Regions from separate parts of the Mus musculus genome. Here region 1 is linked to region 2. A link is a contact called in public promoter capture Hi-C data. All regions are on one chromosome and are shown on one strand. The core of a region is the stretch at or near the end of the contact, and the rest is flanking DNA. Distances in the headings are between cores, read along the strand shown.

The links. Promoter capture Hi-C pulls out the DNA fragments that hold promoters and counts their contacts.
Region 1: a promoter capture Hi-C map of embryonic stem cells shows a contact between it and region 2, with 3 times the contacts expected there. The contact joins the promoter of Epha10 here to the promoter of 1700021L23Rik in region 2. A contact is called at or near these places in 3 of 39 promoter capture datasets (embryonic stem cells, stem cell-derived epiblast-like cells and trophoblast stem cells) and 1 of 115 datasets of contacts at active chromatin or transcription factors (embryonic stem cells).

The regions. Positions count from the first base shown.
Region 1 is chr4:124,879,305-124,884,255 of GRCm38.p6, reverse strand. It overlaps Epha10 (Eph receptor A10), which reads right to left and starts at 2,471. Exons shown (of 17, transcript NM_001256432.2): 1 at 2,276-2,471; 2 at 291-355. The coding sequence starts at 2,381. It also overlaps a transcript of Maneal not described here.
Region 2 is chr4:124,331,420-124,336,486 of GRCm38.p6, reverse strand. 1700021L23Rik (RIKEN cDNA 1700021L23 gene) reads left to right here and starts at 3,767. Exons shown (of 5, transcript NR_166446.1): 1 at 3,767-4,284.

The sequences.
Region 1 (4,951 bases), core at 1,222-3,721, 550 kb before region 2:
TGAAAAATGTTAAATTCTTTCACAATTTCATGTTTAATGTACTCTAACTATATCTCCCCATTATTCTCTCTTATCCCCTTCCCCCTACCACCAAGCCACTTCCCAGCAAGTCCCCCTCCTACTCGTGTGTGTGTGTGTGTGTGTGTCCCACTGCATTTAAGGTTGCCTGCATGAACGTGGGTGAGGAGCTTGTGTGGTACATTTTGATCCTAAGTGAACACAGGGTTCTGAAGGGATTGATCTTGGGCTACTACAGGGTCCTTGGGATGGAGGGACATTTTAACACCTACCCCAGTGCTTGGCAGTGCAGTCCAGCCCAGCTCAGCCTGGGAGGCTTTGGAGTCCAGGAGGATAACTAAGGGGAGGGGAGAACAGGGATGTCAGAAAGCCACACTGTCAGACTAGGAGGGTGGGATCCAGTGCTGGATTCATTACAGATAGCTACAGGAGGGAATAGGAAATGAAACAAACCCCCGGAAGATCTGAGTAGCTCAAATCTGGAGAGGGGCAGCCACCGTGAACACCGAAGGCACCTCTTTTCATTCCCTGAGGCTTGTGACTAATGACCACCAACGGAATGCCTTATGGCTTCTCCTCTGTCTTCAGTGTCTGATTCCAGCTTCTGCTTCTGTGGCCATGCTAACCTTCTCCTCTGGCTCCAAGTCTTGCTGCCCTCATGAGGGCCATTGTGGTTGCAATGGAACCAATTTCCAATCCAGATTCATCTCTTCATATCAAACTACACAGTCACACTGCCTGTCCTGCCCCCCCCCCCTTTTAAGGCAACATTAACAAATTCAGGAAATTTGATCCTGGCTTTCTTTCTTCCTTTTTCTTCTTGAAGCGAGTACCTTTATCAGCCTTCCAGCGAATCCATGGCGGATGCTCTAAGGTCAGCTTTCACATTAGGGATAGAAACCGGTGACCCTCTCCGCCCTTTCCAAATTCCCCAAATTATATCTATATAATTTATATAATTTATTATATTATCTGTCAGCTAGCAGGAGGAAATGAGTGGATCTGGAAATCCTTGGGTGTACCCCAAATCCACTCAGATCTGAGGTCGTGGAGGAGACCAATACTCTTTTCATTTGTCTCCTGGAGCCTCTGGTGAAAATGAAGTGGAACAGAAAACATCAGAATTCTTTGCTTCTCTGCTCAGCCCCTTTCCCAGGGGCTGCCACTTCTATTGCCTTTGAAAGAATGTCATGGGCCCTTTCACACATAATCCATGACCCTCTCCACCTCCTCCCTACCAGAAAAGCTTGGAGTCACTTTATTCCCTCAGGATGTGACAGAGCAGCAGCCTGCATCCTTTCATCAGCTGGGCTCAGAAAAGCCTGGGTCTGGAGAGTAGAGCTTTCAGCTTAGAGACAGGAAGCCAGGCCATCTCCAAATCTCAGAAAATTACTTCCCTAGAGTGGTAAGGAAGGGGGGTGGGCTTCCAAGGTGAGAGCTTCCAAGAGAGACTGACTCTCTGCCGCGACGGTGGGCAGGGCAGCTGACAGTGTGCTGGGTTTTCGTCACCGACCGTGCCTGGGAATTGCATCCTGGCAGGCATCTGCCATCCCGCGCCAGGACAGACCCTGCGGGCAGAGTCTGTTCCAGCATCTCAGGTTCTGCACCTGGTTGTGACGCGTCTGGATTCAACTGAACATACAGTTCCAAGCGCATAGGCAAGACTCCGGTGCTAATGTCGCCGACAGACCCAAATCCTCCGCAACGCGGACCGCGCGCGGGGGACTCGATCTCGATTCAGCACTGCGGACAGTTCCACGGGCAGCACCTCGAGCAGTGTCCGGACGCAGCCCGCGGGATTAGCATCCAGTCCCCCACCCCCCACCCCACCCCCGGCTATCCACACTGCGATCCCCGCAGGCCCCTGCTATTAGTCTCCATCCCGCCTCATGCTCTGGTCTCGCCGCATCCCCTCGGCTTCTCTGCTCCCTTCATCTCCCCACCCCCACACCTCCCACCTCCAATCACTCAGCCTGTCCGTCTCACCGGCCCTTGAACCTGCCTCGGGCTCTTGTGGTCCCTAGCCTTTCTTTCTCAGCCTCTTAGGTCTCCAGACCTAAGCTCCTCAATACCCCTCTCTTCTCTATCGCTTAGACAACATCCCCTCTTTCTTTAGTTCTTTCCCGCTCTGCTGCCCGCTGGTTTCAAGCCCCAACACAGAGTAGTCTCTCCAACGAATCCTTACTCCAATCTCCTAGCCCCCTCCCCAACTCCCTAATTTTTGGCATCTCAGGCTCCCAGGCACAACCCACCTTACCTTCTTCGGCGGTCCCGGGGCGCCCAGGTCCCAGAAGCAGAGCAAGGCAGAGTGGTATCAGGCAGACGAACAGGCGCAGCGGGTGTGGACCGGCGCCAGTCTCCATGGTCCACAGACGGAGCTGTCAGTGCGGCGGCGGCTCCAGCCTCGCCAGCCCAGCACCGCTGAGCAGTGCCCCCAGACCCCAACGCCGGCTGGGGCGGAGTCTCGCTGGTCACCATCATCCATGGGGACCAATCGCTAGGCATCGCCGCGGGAGGTCCACCAATCCGGGTCAGCAGAGGATGAGGAGGTGGGGTTTCGTAGGCCAGGGGCGGAACGCCCAGCTGGAGGGGGAAACCAAGGGTCCCGAAGATCTCCAAACCGTGGGGGTAGGGCAGCTCTGAGCGTTAGCAGGGTTGCTGGCGAGCGAGACAAGCTGGCGTCGGTGGACTAGAGACCCTTAAACCTTAGCTCCCTGAATCCTGAGAAGTAGGCACTGTGGGCGTGGCTTACGGAGGGGCGGTCCGCGGGGGAAGCGGTGACACTTGCAGCCTCTTAGCTAGCCTTGGGAGCACCCTTGTTTTCAGGACTTGTAGGGGGGGTTCCGAGCCTGATATCCTGACCTCAGGCTCTAGGGAGCGCTGGTGTCTCCCAGCCCTTGGCCTCTTCCTGTATCTGCGGTTCCCAACGTTTCACGGTTCGATCCCTCCTCCTTTTTCTCCCAACCTCATCTCACACACACACACACACACACACACACACACACACACACACACACACACACTGGCCGATTCCAGACGCTGTTTGGAAAAAGAGTCAAATTGGAGACAGGGTCCCACCCTACCAGCACTGCTTCCCAGGATGGGAAACCATGTGGACGCTGAGAGGCGGGCAGTGGCAGATTTTGCACCAAAAATCCGCTTCCCGGGTTCTTGCTTTTGCTCTCCAGACACACAAGCAGCATACCCCACAACCTCTGCCCACAGAGGCTGGGGTTCTCCTCTGAGTACCCCAGGAGAATGACGAGAAATGCAGCACCTGGAATCTGAGGTCCCTGGGAGAGAGACGGAGCAGTCCTCCGAAGAGTTCAGCTGGAGCTGAAGAAGCCGCAAGGAAGCGTGGGACACGACCTCTATTTAATGAAGGTCACTTATTGCGAGCTGAAGGTTTAACCATCTGGTGGGGTGAAGAGGGCTGGGGCCCTCTAGGACGAAGGAAGCAGCTGAGCTTCACCATTTGAGCTGAACTTGATGGGAGGCAGTTGCATCCACCTTGTGGCTTTTCACGGGGTGGGGGTGGGGCGAAGCCCCTCTCTCTTCAGGTGCTACAGCAGCCAGAAAAGCTTGGAGTGTGGGTCACTCATGCACGGGGGGGGGTCATGCATGCACTTGGGGGGGGGTCCAGCACCTGCACATTTTGCTTAGATGTGTACTCCTCACCTCTCCAGCTAACACTTACTGAAAACCATGCTCTGTGCTGAGGATACCTGGGCGAGTCACTTGTCTCTGCCACACCCCATACCTCTGGGCACCGAATTTAAAGGGAATTCATGCCATCATAGATCACTGGTCATTTACAAGGCATTCTTGTGAGGGCTCTCTCTCTCTCTCTCTCTCTCTCTCTCTCTCTGTGTGTGTGTGTGTGTGCGTGTGCGTGTGCGTGTGTGTGTGTGTGTGTGTGTGTGTGTGCAAAAGAACTTACTGCAGGTACAGTTGTTGGACAGTAGTAATGGAGAGTGGATGAAGGAATTGGCTTCCTTTGCCTCTGGGAAGGAAGGGCATCAGGAAGGGCTGGGCTGAGACATTGGGAGACGCAGCTCTCTGAGGAAGCAAAAGGAGGTGTGGCCTCTGTCTAGTTCCTAGGGGCAGGCAGTGTTTCTGAAATAAGACCTACCTGAAGAAAGATTCTTGTATCTCCCACCTTTCTCCTCTTTTCATTCTCCTCACGATCAGCTTCCCCTCCTCCTCCCCCCAGAGCTGGGAGATGGTATTTATAGAAGCTGCTTAGAGACCCAGGACTTCTTTCATTTCCAAATGAGTCCTCACTCTACCTCCCCTCACCCACTTTCTTTAAAGCCAGGTCCTATCTCTTCGGAAGTAGACAAGGACTCAGGCATGGCTTCTTACCTGAGTTACAGGGACCTCAGCCAGAAGCTTTCGACCCTGGGAACAAAACCAAAAGGCTGGCTCCCTCGGAGCCACACAGGAATCTTTCAGAAGCCGACAGATGAATGAGATTAACCAGGCAAGGCTACATAGGATGCCCATAAGACACTTCTGGCTGTTGGGAGACTCTGTTGTGCACAGAGGGGACAAGTTGCCAGACAGAAACCCTAGGAATGGGAGGAGCGGAGGGAGAAGAGTGAACCAATCCTTCTCATTCTTCCTGTGAGCAGTTCATTTATATATAATAAAAACAAAACAGAGAAGTGCTCGTGTTTGCAGATTTGTGCAAATCAGCCAGATCGTAATAGGAGTTTCTCCAAGGTAGACCCAACTCTTCTAGGAGGCTGGTGAAGAAATTCTGCAGAGCTCCTTACTGCTCCTCGCCCCCATGTCCCTCTATAGAGCAGGACTTGGTCCTGAGTTTCCTTGTGCAGTGTGAGTTTCTTCATGGAGGAGATGAACGTCTCTGTCCACTGAGATACTTACTCCCTGTGACACCAGACTCTGCACATTTACTAAAATCCTTTTA
Region 2 (5,067 bases), core at 2,518-5,017:
CACCACCACCATTATTTTGATAAAGTCTCTCATTGAACTTGGCTTTTACCAATTAGACTGGACTGGCTGGCCCATGAGCTCCAGTAAAATGCCTGTCTCTGCCCCTTCTTGGCCTTATGCCTAGGGATGCTGATGGGTTGCTTTTATACGGGATTCTGAACTGAGGTCCTAAAGCTTGCATGGCAGATACCTACCAACCAAGTCATCTCCCAATACTAAAAATTGGTTAAACAAACAAACAAACAGCAAAACAAAACAAACCAGCAAAACCCACAATAAACCAAAATGGCAAAAGTACAAGCCAAGCCACACACCCACAAAGTGTAACACATATCCAACAAGATACACAGAAGGTCATCAAAGTTAAATTCCTGGAAAACATGGGTGGACAGAATATATGAAAAGCAGCCAAGGATGTTTCTCAGCATAAGCAGCTGGGCCAGATGACACCATGGTTAAAATGCTAAAAGAAGGGACTGGAAAGATGGCTCAGGGGTTAGGAACATGTGTTGGTTTGAAACCTAGGTTCAGTTCCAGTCCACATCTGGAGGCTCACAATTGCCCCTGACTCCAGTTCCCAGGGGATCTGACGCCACCTTCTGGCCTCTGTGGGTACTGCATGTATTTGGTGCACATACTCGAACTCAGGCACACATATACACATTAAAAAAATTTCTAAAAGAAAACTCCATCCCATCTAAAACTCTACACAAAATAGAAATACCATGTGAAAATCAGGAGGCAGCAAGATAATTTCAGATAAATGAAAGGCAAGATAATATGTCTGAAGGTAAGATATGCTGAAGCACACAGCTGCGCATAGACTACAACCTGAGCATTGCACACAAAAGATGTGCATAGGCTCTGCTCAAGGATGACACATAAATTCACAAAATGTTCTATATTTTTAGGCCAAGAGAGCTCAGGTTGATATGCTCAAAGTCCTGGAAGAAAAAAAAAACGACCACCATTGATGGATACTATGCCCAGCAAAGCAATCTGTCAGATACAGGAGAGCTGTGGACTTTACCAGGTAAACATAAGCTAGTAGAGCCCATCATGCCAAGCCTGCCTCATAAGAAATGCAAACGGGAATTTTTCAGGCTGAACTAAAAGGAGCCAATTTCTAGTGTGAAAACATAGGAAAGTATAATGCTCACTGGCAAATGTAAGAGTGCACCCAAGCCCAGAAAAACACTAATGCTTACATTACATATACCTTTAGCATAATGGATAAAAGACAAAACCTTAAAATAGTAATATCTGCGATAAGTTGGTAAGGGATACAGAATATGAAACGGTATAAACAGGGACTTCAAAAACAGAATAGGTTGAAGACCGAAACGACAGATTCTTGTGCAAACAGAAACCTGTAGGAAGGTACACAAGAGATGGAAAAGAGATCCAAGCACGCCAGCTCAGAAAAGAATTTAAAGGTGGATGAGAGAAAGGAAAGAACAAATATCTACGAAACAATCAGAAAGCAACAAAATAACAGTGGGTTCCTTCTAACCGATATTACTTTAAACATAAATGGGTTAAATCCTCCAATCAAAACGTGCATAGAAACTGAATAGATTTTTAAAAAGCAAAGGCTCACTATTTGTTGCTGTGTTAGTCAGCTTTCCATTGCTATGAAAGATGGGTAATTAGGAGGATAGGTCTGTGTTTCTCATGGTTTGGTGGGAGGGGTTAGTTCATAACCACTTGTCTCCATTGCCTTTGCATCTGTGGTGAAGCATAACCCCATGACAGGGGAGTTGGAGCTGAAACCTTTTTACCTCATACTGACTCAGAAGCAAAAAGCAAGAAAGAACCAGAGCCTTACTATCTCCTCCAAGGACATTTTCCAATGGCTTAACTTACTCAGCTTTGGGAGACATTCCATATCCAAACTGTGGTCTACCAGACAATCAATTCGCTTTTAAGGACATACATAGATTGAAAGTGAAGAGAAGAGAGCAGGTATGGCTGTTTCTTTCTTAATTAAATTTCTTAGGCAGTTGTACAGATGTTCACAATGCATGCTGTCAGCTCTCATGCCCACCTCCCAACCATCCCTGTGCATCCTACCTCCTCCCCACAAATCTCTCTTACACATTTTGTTTTTGTGACTCACTGAGAGGAACCAGGGTCATGTGTGTGTCCATGGGTTGAGCGCTATCCACTGGAGCCTGGTGGGATCACATGGAGCAATGGGCATACAGCTAAAGATGGTGGGGGTGTGAGACTGTCAATGTTTTGCCAATGTTGGTAAAAGAAATTGAGGATTTCGTGTGAAGTTAAACACATACATTCTCTATGATCTGGCAATTCTACTGTGCATTTAACCATATGTTCACAATTGTGTCTTCATTTAAACACATGCCTCATTTGTGGGAGAATATTCAGAGTGGCTTTATTCATAATAGCCCCAAATTGGAAGCAACCCAGTGGTCCACAGATAGGGGAGTGGATAAACAGACTGTAATATGTTAATAAAACTGACTACTGTTTGGAGTAGAAGAAACTACTGTCCTGTCTGGCAATGTGGATAAGTATAGAAATGCCATGTGGGTAAAGGAGCTTGTTAAAAATATAGCATGGGCTCCATGACCATGCTTGTAAACTATTCTAGAACAGGCTAAGCCATGACCATAGAAACCAGAATGGTGGACCCTTCCAGGGACAGACTATTGTTACTTAGTGTTCTTCAGAGAAAGAAAACCAATGGCAAGGAATATGAGAGCTACAGTGCTACATTGTCTCAAACATAGCAAACACACAGCTGGGCTGCAGTCTCACAAAGTCCAGTACCAGCTGAGCCAGGAGACCTGCTAGCTGCCAATGAAAGAGGTTATGAGTGAGAGAGGCCAAGGATGTAGACTCGGTGTGAAGCTGACCGCCAGAAAGCTTTCCAGTGAACCACCCATGAAGCTAATCTTGTTCAAAGGCTGATGAACCTGGAGTCTATCCACCACGATGACAGCAACAGCAATGTCTAGAAGGGGATCATGGGCCTGGAAGCTAGTTTTGCTCATCTTTCTTTTTTATTATTAGAATTATTTAAAAAATTTAAAATTATATGTGCCTGCCCGTGTCTGTCTGTCTGAGAGAGAGAGAGAGAGAGAGAGAGAGGGAGAGAGAGAGAGAGAGAGAGAGAGAGAGAGAGAGAGAGAGAGAGAGCAGAAACACTCAGGTATCCATGGAATCCAGAAGAGGATGTTGGATCCCCCAGAACTGGAGTTATAGGCAGTTGTGAGCTGACTGACCTGGGTACTGGGAACTAAACTCTTAACTCCTCTGTAAGAGCAGTAAGTGCTCCTAATTGCTGAGTCATCTCATCTTTGCTGAGTCATCTCTCCAGACCCTTCTACTTTTTGTTGTTTCATCCAAGCCCTCAGCCTATTGCCTGCCATTCAGGTTCAGGGCAGATCACTTCCTCCACAGTTCCCTGACTCACACGCTGATCTCTGCAAACACCGTTACAGACACTCCCAGAAGTATGCTTTATCAATATAATAAATAGGCATCTTTCAATCCAGTCACATTGATAACTGAAGTTAACCACCACACACAGGACAAAGGAGCTCCCTGCAGAGTCAGGAATATTAATGCTAGGATGGAGGTCAACTGGTCCTGTGTGTTCAAACCCCACAAGGTGCTCTCATCAGGAATCTTAACACAACAACACAACAGACATTTACTCCTAGCGACTGGAAGTCCCAAACACCGGTAGGTGGGATGGGACCTGGAATCACCATGGAAACACCTCTGGGCATGTGTATGAAGGCATTTCAGGAAAGGTTTGATGATAAGAGAAAGGTCACTTAAATGTGGGCACCACCATCACAAATCCCACGGACTGCGGTCCCGTGCTGAGTAAAAGACAGGAAGTCGACTGAGGACCAGCATCCCCCACGCTCTGCTTCCTGCCTGGGGATGCAGTGCGGCTCCACTCATCTGTAGTTCCGCCTCCCACCTTGCTCCCCTTGATTCACGGTCCCCTTAAACTTCGAACCAAAGCGAACCCTTTCCTTAGGTTGCTGTTGGACAGGAACCTGGCTACAGAGGGATGACTCTTCTGGAGCATCCCCTCAGGGTAGGAGTCAGGGAGGATGCGCCGCCGGCTAAGGCTTCAGTTCTTGGTGGCCTTGGCTTGCGGATGCTGCCCCATGCTCTCTGATCGATACCCCATGTTCGCATGCCCGGTCCTCTTTCCAGGGACACCACATTGGCTGAGGACCTACACCTGTGAGCTGATCTTAACTTGATCAGCCCTGCCCAGAAGGACCCTGTTTAAAGGTAAATTCACATTCATAGGAAGTAGGACTTATCTTTTTTGGGGGTGGGGGTGGGGGAGGGGTGGGACAACTAAACCATAACACACAGGCATTTATCTATCAAAACCAAACTTATGAGAGGGGAATCTGTGACCTTGGCTTGGTGATGAGTTTTTAGATATAACACCCAAAAAACATGATCCGTGAAATAAAAAACTGATAAGTTGGATTTTATTAAAATTAATAACTTCTGCTCTGTAAGAGGGACTGCTGCGGGGAAAATATTTTTTTAAAAAAATATTTATCTAATAAAAGGCTAGTATCTAAAATAACAAGTCTTTACGTTTTTTCACATTTACATTTTTCATGAATTCTTTTTTATTTCTCCAGAGGACAACTTGCTGGAGATTGTCCTCTCCTTCCACTGTGGGTCCCACCCAGGGATTGAACTCTGGTCATTGGGTTTGGCGGTTGACGCCTTCACCTGCTGAGCTACCTCACTGGACTCGTGATTTAACACAGATGTCTCCTCTATGAAGGCAATCCCAACAAAGCATACGGAAAGATGTGAATTGGAGCCATCCTCTGTCACTAGAGGACTGAAGTCAGAACACAGCCATGACTGTAGGAATATGCATACTTAGCAGAATGGACGGGTTAAACAATCAAATAAATACAAGGGCAATTTCCTGTGCTGGAGAGGATCCAGGCAACAGGAACCCAGAGACTGACCATAGATGCCCTTTGGAGGACTCACAGAGCTCACTGTGGCCTTGCCAACAGTTCTTGGCTGTTCCCCACAATA